Linked DNA regions of Sus scrofa: region 2 is linked to region 1. A link is a contact called in public HiChIP or PLAC-seq data. All regions are on one chromosome and are shown on one strand. The core of a region is the stretch at or near the end of the contact, and the rest is flanking DNA. Distances in the headings are between cores, read along the strand shown. Region 1 overlaps TMED10 (transmembrane emp24 domain-containing protein 10). Region 2 overlaps BATF (basic leucine zipper ATF-like transcription factor).

Region 1 (5,795 bases), core at 280-2,779:
TTTATGTATTAGATGCCCATTGTATTATTTGAAGGCAGAGATTGAAATATCTAGCACAGTTCTAGTTCCTAGTGAGCTCTAAATGAGTAGTTATTGATTTGGCTTCAGTCCATCTCAGAAAATCTCCAGTGTCTCTCAGTGTTCAGTGCATTCTCTGGCTTATGGTCTTAGGAACCCAAGTGCTTAAGTGGCACCGTTTCCAAAACTCCTAATTTCATGCAGGCAGTTTTGAAATTTATAAGTAATCGGGTAAATTCCAGGGAATTGGGACTGAGCAATTTTCTGGGGCTCTTTTGAACCACTCCAGTCCCTTTACTCCCACTTGATGATTTAAGATTAGAATTCTTTCTGATCAAGCTGAATCAGATTACTTTTTCCTAGAGTTCCTGTGGTGGCTCAGTGGTAACGCACCCAACTAGTATCCATGAGGATGCAGGTTCAATCCCTGGCCTTGCTCAATGGGTTAAGTATCTGGTGTTAGTGTGAGCTGTGGTGTAGGATGCAGACCCATCTCGTATTTGGCGTTGCTGTGACTGTGGCATAGGCCAGCAGCAGCCCTGATTCAGCCCCAGCCTGGGAACTTCCATATGCCATGGGTGTGCCCCTAAAAAGATCCACCCCCCCAAAAAAGGCAGATTGCCTTTTCTAATATGAACATTGCTCTGTTGATCCTACTATCCCAAATTAACATTCCTCTTTTAAGAAGTATCTCCAAGAACTGTACTCTTTTTGTCAAGTTTCTTCTTGGGCTCTTCTCTTGTAAGGGTTTTGTGGGACTAGTTCTATAACATTTTGTTTACTTATTGAAATGGCCTTACATTGACCAAAATACTTTAGTCCTATAAAATATTAGATAAATGCTGTGGTCTTTTCAGTACTTGTATTTGTATTAAGTAAATTCAGGCTTAGCGTGTATGCAGTAATCCTTCTCTCAGAATTTCATGGGTCAGCCTTTTTAGATGTGGAAATGTACTTTTCGGCCTAAGCTGGTGCCCACTACCTCCGGGTTTGTATGCCAGTCAGTTGTATGATGTTTTGACTTTGGAGTTTTATTTCCTAATCCAATAAGCCAGTGTGTTTTCTCTTCTCTGGTTCTATTCCTCTGTGGTGCCAACTACATATCTTGTGTGCTGCTCCCTCAGAGATGTTTGCCAGCAGCGTGTTCTCGTTGCTTTCTGGCCCCCCTCACAGATAGAGGCTTTGTCTGGAATGCTTGTGATTTTTAGCCAGAGCCAGGAATTTTCTGCAGCTGAGTAGGGGGAGGAGTTGAGGCTATTTCCCTCTATTGAGAGGGTAGGGGTTAGGGAGGGAGAGAGAGGGTGGGTGGGTGATTTCCCGGAATTTTAAATATTCCGCACAATGAATCCTTTGATTTCTTTCTCAGGAACAGGGCGGATACCTGACCAACTCGTGATCCTAGACATGAAGCATGGAGTGGAGGCAAAAAATTACGAAGAGGTATGTCCTGCTGTAACAGCCAGTAGAGGCAGCAGCATGCTGGTCTGTGAGGTTTCTGTGACCTAGTCAGGCCAGCAGGCTGTGCTTTGCCCAGAAGGCTGTGGTTTTCTCAGCAGTCATGTGACAACCAGCTTGATATAAAAAGTTATGTTAACAGCCTTGAACAATAATTCTGGCTGTGCTGTCAGCCAAGTGACTGGACCAACTGTCCCATAGAAATGTTGGTATGATGAAACACTTAAGTATATGCTATTAGTGCTCTTGAGACAGAAACCAGATATATAGTTGTAATTTTTTAAAGCCGGAATTCATTTATATGTTAATGTTCAAGGTTAAGAGAAGTGATTTGGTTTTAATCCCTATGGCTTTTATTCCCAGAGTGACAGCTATGTATAAAACTAGGGCATGGATTCATTGCTATTTAGACTTGAACAACTGTGCTGTCTTTGAGAAATGTAGTAGTCAAAAGTAGCTTTTAGTTAAAATAATTTCAATTTCAAATTTTTCAGAAAGAGAGCAAGATGGAAGAAAAACTGCAAGAGATTAGGTGTGTTTTGTTTTGCTTTGTTTTTGTTTTGCTTTTTTACCCTCGGCGAATGGACGTTCCCATGCTAAGGATTGAATCTGAGATACAGCTGCCAGCCTACCCCACAGCCACAGCAACGCCAGATCTGAGCCACATCTGTGACCTACACCACAGCTCATGGCAACGCTAGATCCCTAGCCCACCAAGTGAGGCCAGGGATCGAACCCACCTCATGGTTCCTAGTCAGATTTGCTTCCACTGCGCCACAGCAGGAACTCCGAGATTAGGATTTTTGCTAACCAGAAGTATCGTAGAGAACAAAAACAGACCTTTATTTGGGTGGTAGGAAGGTGGAAGTGTGCATAGAATAAGGGGAAGGGGGACTGAGCCCTTCCTATCCCTTTCATGAGAGACTCTGGAGGCAGCACAAAAAAGGCTCTTCAAATGAAGAGCACCTTTGAAAAACCACAAGAACTATTTAAGATTGGAGGATTGATCTTTATAGAAAGATTAGCATGTTTTTACCCAGATCAGAGTCTTTCTACAACAGTACCCGAAGGCATGAAGAAAAGATGGGGTGTAGGAAATACAAATGGCTTTTGAAGAAGGTAAACTGAATAAACAAAGGAAAGTTGCTTTAAGTGATTTAAGCAAATTCTCTAGAAATGATGGAGCGGGAGAAATTGTTCTATCTTTGGTCAGAACTTAGAAGGGAAATATCCTAAAATGGAAGAAGACTGGAAGCCACTGGCTGCTTCTTCAACAGGAAGTAGTACTGCAATAATTGCAGCTCTCCAGGTCTTGCCTCTTTTTCCTAGTTCATGGGTTCAGTTGAACAAAACTAGACTGAGTTATTTGTAGGCAGGAAACAGGAGCAATTGATGGAGCTGTGAGTGGAAGACAGTTCCTAGTGGAGACTCTTGCTTGTTTCTGGCTTCAGGATAGTTTAGTTAAAAGAGTTAAAGCAAGAGCCTCTTTGTCTGATGAATTTAGGAGTAAATCGAAAAATCCTTTTAAGTGTTTATGATTCAGGAGAATCCTGATTATATTTAAACAATATAATATGTTAAAGTGCTGTTGTAAGGTCTAAAACACTAAGAAAAATGTTATATTATTATGAGGTAGAAGAGTAGGTGAAATGATTTTCAGTTTTTGAGTACTGCTGCTGTATCATCCACCTCAGACAATTCTCTAGGCAAGCATTCATTGAGTTGCTTTTATGTGGAATTTTGCCTTTTGTGACTTTTCCCCTCTAATATGATGGCCATCAGTAGGTGTTATATATTAAATAACAGGACACTTGGTTTATATTAGACATAGTTTGTTCTTCTCTAAAATAGATGGTATTATGGTGAGTTTACATATAGAATGATGTGGGCTGTCAGATAGCATTTTAGAACCTATACCTCCTGGAATTGCCATCATCCTTGGACTTTGTTAACACTGGGAAAAGTCCTTTATTTTTCCTGACCTTTTACTTAACCCAGGAGGGGAATCCCTAGCAGAAAGGAAACCACAGTGCTTCCTTTGCCTGCTTCCTGCTTCGGAAGTCTGTCGCGTCCTAAGCCTTTCTTTACGCACATGGTTACAACACAGCTCTAAAGTCTTTTTCTTAACCAAGAAACTCCTCCCAATACTTTCTTCAGTGACCTACCTCCCCATTCCCCCACCCCCCAAAAAAGCAGATCAGACTGAGGCAGAAAGGAAGTGGTTTTGACATAGGCCAAAACCCAGCCCTTTTCTCAGTCTGTGGCTAGGTTCCCTTAACCTTGCTCAAAAATTGGCAGAACATTGTAAATCACCTATAGTAAATTTTTTCCCCCACTTTTTAGGGCTGCATCTGTAGCATACGGACATTCCCAGGCTGGGGGTCAAATCGGAGCTACAGCTGCTGGCCTACGCCACAGCCACAGCAGTGTGGGATCTGAGCCACCTCTGTGACCTATACCACAGCTCATGGCAACGCCACATCCTTAGCCTGATAAGAGAAGCAAGGGATCAAACCCACAACCTCATGGTTCCTAGTCAGATTCGTTTCTGCTGCACCACAACGGGAACTACCTAAAATTTTTTTTAAAAAAATATCTGTTACTTGTCTCTGGGCTAATGCCTATGACAAGAACATGAATAATAGAAAGCACTTGTTCCTTGGTTAATTACCAGAGAGCACTGAGCATAAGTAGAGGTTTCGAAGCATTTAGTTTCAGGCCCTTGAGGCAAAGGAGAGCCTTTATCTCCAGAGGATGGAGCCCTTCTGTGTCGGTATTTAAATTCAGGAAAGTGGTACGTTTCTTTTAATTTTTTTCTCATTCAGCATCTCTCTCCTCACATTTGCGGACTTCATAATTCTAAAATCCCACGTGGTCCTTTAAAATTCAGTAGTGGAGTTCCCGTTGTGGTGCAGCAGAAACGAATCCGACTAGGAACCGTGAGGTTGCAGGTTCGATCCCTGGCCTCACTCAGCAGGTTTAGGATCCGTTGTTGCCGTGAGCTGTGGTGTAAGTTGCAGACGAGGCTCGGATATGGTGTGGCTGTGGCTGTGGCTAGGGCCGGCGGCTACAGCGCCAGTTAGACCCCTAGCCTGGGAACCTCCATATGTTGCGGGTACAGCCCTAAAAAGCAAAAAAAAAAAAAAAAATTCAGTAGTAATCAGTGTCTTAATAGCTGGGCAGAGCACTACGCTACCTACTAAGTTGTTATGGAGGATTAGTTAATGCCTGTAACTTCTATAAAAACAGTACAGAATGTAAGGTGATCTTATTTAAAGGCAGAACGGTTGTTATTTTGTGATGAGAAGCATAGTCTTTTTTGTAGTTTGAAATTTTTAAAGAGAAAGAATGTTTATGTCCTGAGACATAAAGCACTCTTGGTTCTCTCTGTTGTATTTTAAGACCTTTCGCCACTATCATTTGCCCCTCAGAGGGGAACATCTCTGTAGAATCAGTATGTGAATTAAGCCATTTCTTTTTCGTTTCTGGTCTCTGAACTAGAACAGCTGTCTTCAGGGACTTACTGTCTAATCTTACAGTTGTGGGAATGAAAGCAATTATTACCCCACCAGAAGGAGTTGTCTGACATATGTGCAGGCTCTTGGGCTATGTGTATCCCCTCTTGGCTTGGATGGCAGCATTTTCAGCACAACTGAAATCCTGTTTTGCCTAGGGGTGCCATTAGTCTGCTATTTGCTACTAACATACACACCAAAAACACAGTTGCCCTTGTTTGAACGACAGCTGAAGACTTTTCAAGAGTTCTGTTTCTCTGAATACCCTCAGGAAGGAAGAACTCTGTTTCTATATACGAGATCAAAAATTCCTTTATTGACGTGGGTTAAATGAAATAACATGGGTAAGCCATCTGACACATAGGTGATCAGTTCAGTAGATTTTAGCTCCTTTCTCCTCCCTTTCTGGAAACTGCCAAGTGGCTATGACAGAGTAAATAGGATCTTGCTAAATTTCATTCGTTTAGCCCTAAGATTGGCAGTATTATCTGGACTTATTTTGCACATAGTTGACCTTTTGACCCTCTGTGAAGAAGCCTGTGATTCGCACGTGGCCCCCTGCCCCCCCATAAGTAGACTTGTCTTTGGATGTAGGTCTGTCTTCATTATCTTGATTGTGTTAGTGGTCTTCACTTTTATTGCTGTGCTTCGACAGTTCACAGGGGCTGCAGAACAGAGCATGGAGATAACAGAGTAATTTGACCGAATCTGGCTTAGCTCAAGAAGCTTCTCTTGAGTTTCTTAGTGTTCCCCAGGGCAAAGGATCTAGTAGCGATTCTCTAAGGGGCTTGGTTTCGCATGTATGTT
Region 2 (5,581 bases), core at 2,535-5,034, 350 kb before region 1:
CATGGACACAGGCAGAGGTGTGCGTGCTTTACCACAGCATCCCAGGGGAGGTGGAGTCTTCAGCTGGGCAGGGAGTGCCCATGTCCCCAAACCATGTTGTCCCAGGAGAGCCTGAGGAAAGCACCCCTTTACATGTGGGGGGGTTCCTGGCGTTGCTAGAATTCCTGGCGCAGAGCCAACAGCACACAGCATCACCCAGTGCAGGCCGCCTGGACCCGTGGGAGCAAGTGCAGTCCCGGCAGAGGAGGGTGTCAATCCAAGGACCATCCTACCCCACCAGCCTGGCCCTGGTCCTTCTGCCGTCTAGAGAATGAGCCTAGAAAGGTCTAGGCTGACCATCTAGAAAGCATGAGGCAGCGAGGAATGGAAAGTTCAAGGTCACAGTGAGATGATTTAGGGAGGAGAATCAAGAAGCTACCTAGAAGGAGGATTGACGATTCTTTGTGAAAACCCAGCTTGCCAAGTAGCTTCACAGACCGCAGGAAAGAAGCAATGGCCGTAAAGCCTCCCAAGCGTTAAAGGCTCCTGAGGCCAAGAAAACAAACAGAACAAACAACAGCAACAACACAACAACCCCAGCTCCACAGAATGAAGGTTTCAAGCCCTTGCCAGAATGGCTTCTTTTCAGACTTTTATAGAGAAAAATAACCCCGCCCTCCTTTCCCCCTGGACGGGGCCTCCCACCCCACCAAGGTCCAGCCCAGGCCTCCCAGCAGGCAACACACTGCCCTGCGGCCACACATGCTTCCAGGTGCCACGTCCTGTGTTCAATCCTGGTCCAAGGCGTCGGGCTTCGGGTCTCCAGGCGGGGAGAGGACGCTGAGGGACAAGGGCCGCCGCCGGGCCACAGTCTGTGTGCCCCTCCTGAGGCCTGGGAGCAGCTGGGGTGGGGGCTCTGCCAGCCCTGCCTCTCGGGGAGCTCAGGGTTGGAAGCGCGGGGAGCTGACGTGCGGCTGGTGGAAGGCATGGGCGCTGTACACCACCTCGGGGGGCGAGGGCGCGCCGGCGGCCAGCACGGAACACAGGGGCTCGTGGCTGCTCAGCACCGATGTGAAGTACTTCATCTCCTCTGTGAGCTGCTTGATCTCCTTCCGCAGCGCCGCGTTCTGTTTCTCCAGGTCTTCACTCTCCTGCGAGGGGCGAACGATCGGCATTGCAAGTTAATGTCACGCGACAGGGTGCAGCGGAGGCGGGGTGGGGGGGGGAGCAGTCCGCATCAGATTTTTTCTGCACATGCGAGTGTGCGTATCTGTTTGTGTCGTATGTGCAGATGGCCTCTGTATAAGCACACGTATATTTGTGTATGTATGTGCGTTGCTATCAGCTCTATGACATTGCTGATTTTTTTTTTCTCTGACGTATAAGGATGGCAATTCCATATGGTCCCACCTAAGAGATGTGTGGGTGCATCTGCACGTGCGCATGCTCCTGGGTGTGCAGGTGTAGATGCGTGGATCTCTCTGAGTGTGTGTGAGGGTTGACCGGGGCAAGTGTATGTCAAGGGAAACCAGCTGGCAGGCCAGAGCTCCCCAAAATGGAAAGAAAATTTTAAAAAAGTGTTTGTGATAACATCTTATACTAATTTCACTCTTTTCTGCTCTTCGTTCTATGGTGGCTTTTAGCCATCCCAGGGTTTGCATTTAGTCTTACAAACGGAGCCTGTGGTTCATTATCTACTTCATCCTGATTCAAGGACATTTAGGGTCTTTCTAAATAGTGAATGGTCAAGTCTAGCACAGTGTTCCATCCACTCCATCCTGCCTCCCAGCAGCTTGTTCTGCAGTCCTCGGGATGAGTTCAAGTACCTGTGCTTCCTTTTTTTCCAGACACACCTCTCCCCTGTTGCTTAAGGAAACCATCAGATACATGCTAGTCAGGAAAACTCAGGGTAAAGAGCGCTGATTACTGATCACACCATTAAGTTATCAACAATCACACCCTGATAATTAGCATTTACTAGAAAACAATCCCACCTTCAGAAAACCTAGGGGAACTGCAAGTCCAATGTGATTTTTAGGTTCGCATTCCTAGACTCAAACAGACCTTCTCTGCTAATCATCAGTACCCATAGAGGAAGGAAAAATGGCACTGGAGATGCAAATAAATTACATTTTAGTTCAAAAGTAATCTAATATTTGGAGTCCAGGTTTTATTTTTCTAGTTCTGTTTGACTTGGGTTAGTATTTTCTAAACTTGCCCTATCATTAGAATTTTTTGAGGGCATGTTAAAAATATAGTTTCAGGCTCTCCCTGAAATCTAGAGATTTGAACTCAAAAGTTTTGGGATTTGGGGTGAATTCTAGGAATCTGAATTTTTAACGGGTACTCAGGGTTATTCTAATGATCAGGCAAGTTTGAAAACAGTCGTTAAATATTAATGTCAACTATGATATTAAATTTGTTTCAATTATTCAAGCACTTTTTAAGTACCTGGCATAGAGTATGAACTCAAATGTTTGGTGATTGACAGCCTGAAGACATCAACTGCTGGACCAGAAGTTGACTCAGAATTACAGTGGGCAGCAAGCAGACATGAGATAACTTGACATTGAAAATTCGCCTTGATGGAGCTCCCGTCATGGCTCAGTGGTAATGAACCAGACTAGTATCCATGAGAATGTGGGTTTGATCCCTGGCCTCACTCAGTGGGTTAAAGATCTGGCATTGCTGTGAGGTGCGATGTAGGTTGCAGATGCAGCTCAGATCTGGCGTTGCTGTGGCTGTCGTGTGGGCCAGCAGCTGCAGCGCCAGTTCAACCCCTAGCCTGGGAACTTCCATATGCCATGGGTGTGGCCCGAAAAAGACAAAAAGAATAAATAAAGCTCAGAGGTCAAATGTTACCCAAGGTTCTTTACACAGCTAAAATGTAGTCCACAACAGAAATCAAGTTAATAAAACTGGATAACTTACTTGAAAAAAAAAATTAAAAAAAAAAAGAAAATTTGCCTTGATAATCCATTGGGAGCATGAGCTCCAGGTAAATGAGAAAGCAGGTTACACTGCCCAGTGGCTCTAACGCAAGCACAGGGGTTCTTTTTAAGTGATGCCTTACCCATCAAGCCAGCTTCCATCCATTTGTGAAGGACAGATGCAAGCAGGCTCAGCCTCAGCCTGGCATTTCCTGTACGTGGCACTGAGCTAGAAAATGTACCTAGGTCGGTACAAAGGAAAGGGTCACCTCTAAAATGAGGTGGGGGTTGGGATCCTAAGAGCCATGATGGTAGAATCGAGGGCTGGCTGCTGCTTCTGCAAGGTGTGGCCGGCTCTTACCATATGGTTGTTTCTGGGCACATCCCAGAGGGAGGGCATCCCCTTTTTACCGAAAGGTAAGATAAAGCAACACATGAGATTGGGGGGGGTGTTGGTAAGACCGGGAACTGGGGGCCGGGAGTCTTGGCCCTTTCCTCTAGCCCTTTGCCTCGCCCCCTCTGAGAGTTTCCACTGGGTGACAACATTTACTGTAAATTTTGTGCTCCGAAGAGCCTGGGCAAACCCCGAGGCAGAAGGGAGGGGCCGGGTAGGCGGGCCGCAGGGACAACCGCTCTGACCTTCTCTCTGCCTGGAGGCCCGCCCAGCTTTCGGGAAGTGACAGCAGGCTCCTCCTCCCTAAGGGAGCCCTACCCCGCGGGCTCGCAGATCCCAGAGCTCCAGGAGTTTCCCTAACCGCCGCCGCCTCTAACTCAAAAACAGCCACCGGTGACAAGACACTTGCCTTAACCTTGGGAAGCAAGACTGCTTCCTGCCAGGGCCCCAGAGAAACTAGCACTGCCAACCCCGGAGGCCCTGCAGCCAGCCAGACACTTAGCAGAGGAAGAGTCTGACTTCCCTTGCAGGAGGAAGTGGCTGATCTGGGGCTCGCATCCCTCCGCGTCCCCACCTGCCACTGTTTGGTCCATTCTGACCCTCCGGGCCGCCATGCCCTGGAAAGGACTCTCACACAGGGACAGCTGGCAACGGCAGCCATAGGAGGAGCTCTGTACCCAGAAGTACCATGATCACACGCCCCCTTTCCCCTAAATTGCAAGTGGGGGCTGGAAACCTAGAACTCAGGGGGAAAAGTAAAGGAGTAAATTTGGAATGTAAATTTCGGCTTCTAACAAGCAAGTCTAATGCCGCCGTGGGGGAGGGGTGAGCGTAGCTACCCTCGGGCTTCCAGGTAACCTGCTTTCTGCTTTTCCGAATTCTTTTAGGTCCTCCTGGCTCCTCACACTAACCCTCTGAAGTGGCTCTGGAAGGCCAGCTGTTATCATTATCCCTACTTTAGAGATGAGACCAGCTGAGACCCTGGGACAAACCTCCTCCACAAACCAGCCTCCGCCCCTCTTCTCCCCCCCCCCCCCATAACTACAGGCTGGTGGCAGCAGCTGCTGGGACAAAGGGCTATAGGATTCACCTCAAGACACTTATTATCTCAGAGGTCCAGAAGCCTTGAGTGGCTGATTGATCCAAACCCCAGAACCGTGAAGGTGCAGAGAGGGCTGGGCTCGGGGTTTCCCCATCCTCAGCCCTGTGCGCCTTCGAGCACACCCACTGCTTCCCTGAGAGACTGGGAACTCAAGATCCCCAGAGGTCACTAAGATCACTGCAGCCTCCTAAGGGAAAACTGGGTCTTGGTCTGGATGATCCTGGAATATAACACAAGAACCCTGAGTCAGTCACACTCTTCCAATCAGAGCTGATCATCACCTCCCGCCCTGAGCTGGGAGGGACTCCCCTGTCCCTCTACTCTGTTAGAGGACTGACTTGGGGCCAGACCTTCCCTAGGTGCACAGCGAGGGCTGGAATACATGGCAACAGTGGGCTCCATCAGTTAGCTGTGGCTAGAGGTCCTGATCCTGGCTGAGTGACCCTCGGGGACTGACTTTCTCTCTCTGAGCCTCAGTTGCCTCACTTTAAAAGAGGAAGCCTAGATTCTCAACCTTGGCCCCAAGCTGGGAACCGTGGGGTCCTTGGAAAGCTTTAGCAATCCTGATGCCTGATTCTGATTTGATCATCTGAGGTGCGTCTGGGCACTGGTTGCTACAGGCTCCCCAGGGGAGTGTATAAAACCACAGGATTAGAAGAGCTCCAAGCCCTCACCAACTTTGAACTATTTCAGTTTGCTCGTCTGTTTTTGCAAGGGAAGTTTCCTGGGCCAGGTATCAAACCCATGCCACAACAGCGACCCAAGATGTTGCAACGACAATGCCCAATCCTTAACCCGCTGCGCCACAAGAGAACTCCTCAAATGTGGCAGATTTTAGATGGACTACCTGTGTGTGTTAGCCAACTAGACAGAGCCGCTATTGGAAAGGGGTGTGTGTGTGTGTGTGTGTGTGTGTGTGTGTGTGTGTTGGGAGCAGAGGTGTATAGGCTCAATTTATATGAGCAAGAGTCTATGAAGCCAACTTTTTAAAAGACTCATCCAGCTTGACTTAATAATAACATTCATTGGGCGCTACCATGTGCCAATCCCTTTTTAAAGTACTTAACAGTTATCATTGTCTTTCATCTTTGCAACAACCCTATGTGGTAGATAATGTTTTTTTAACCACATTTTACAGAGTAGGAAGAGCCAAAGTACAGAGGAGTGAAGTAACCC

What was found. HiChIP or PLAC-seq counts read pairs in DNA pulled down with a chosen protein or histone mark.
Region 2: a contact with region 1 is called in an H3K27ac HiChIP or PLAC-seq map of alveolar macrophages. The contact joins two enhancer-like sites. A contact is called at or near these places in 3 of 47 Hi-C or Micro-C datasets (embryonic fibroblasts, fetal heart ventricle and skeletal muscle) and 1 of 2 datasets of contacts at active chromatin or transcription factors (alveolar macrophages).

What each region holds. Positions count from the first base shown.
Region 1 is chr7:98,337,430-98,343,224 of Sscrofa11.1, reverse strand. It overlaps TMED10 (transmembrane emp24 domain-containing protein 10), which reads left to right. Exons shown (of 5, transcript XM_001926711.5): 3 at 1,385-1,458. Among named protein-coding and RNA genes, the nearest start is that of NEK9, 18 kb to the right of the region's middle. Within about 2 kb of position 1,529, at least 46 of the 83 cell types and tissues checked have an H3K27ac peak or open chromatin away from gene starts, as enhancers often do. A contact at or near this core is called in alveolar macrophages, embryonic fibroblasts and skeletal muscle, where this site is marked.
Region 2 is chr7:98,687,239-98,692,819 of Sscrofa11.1, reverse strand. BATF (basic leucine zipper ATF-like transcription factor) reads right to left here. Exons shown (of 3, transcript NM_001244571.1): 3 at 590-1,130. The coding sequence ends at 921. Among named protein-coding and RNA genes, the nearest start is that of BATF, 20 kb to the right of the region's middle. Within about 2 kb of position 3,784, at least 56 of the 83 cell types and tissues checked have an H3K27ac peak or open chromatin away from gene starts, as enhancers often do. A contact at or near this core is called in alveolar macrophages, embryonic fibroblasts and skeletal muscle, where this site is marked.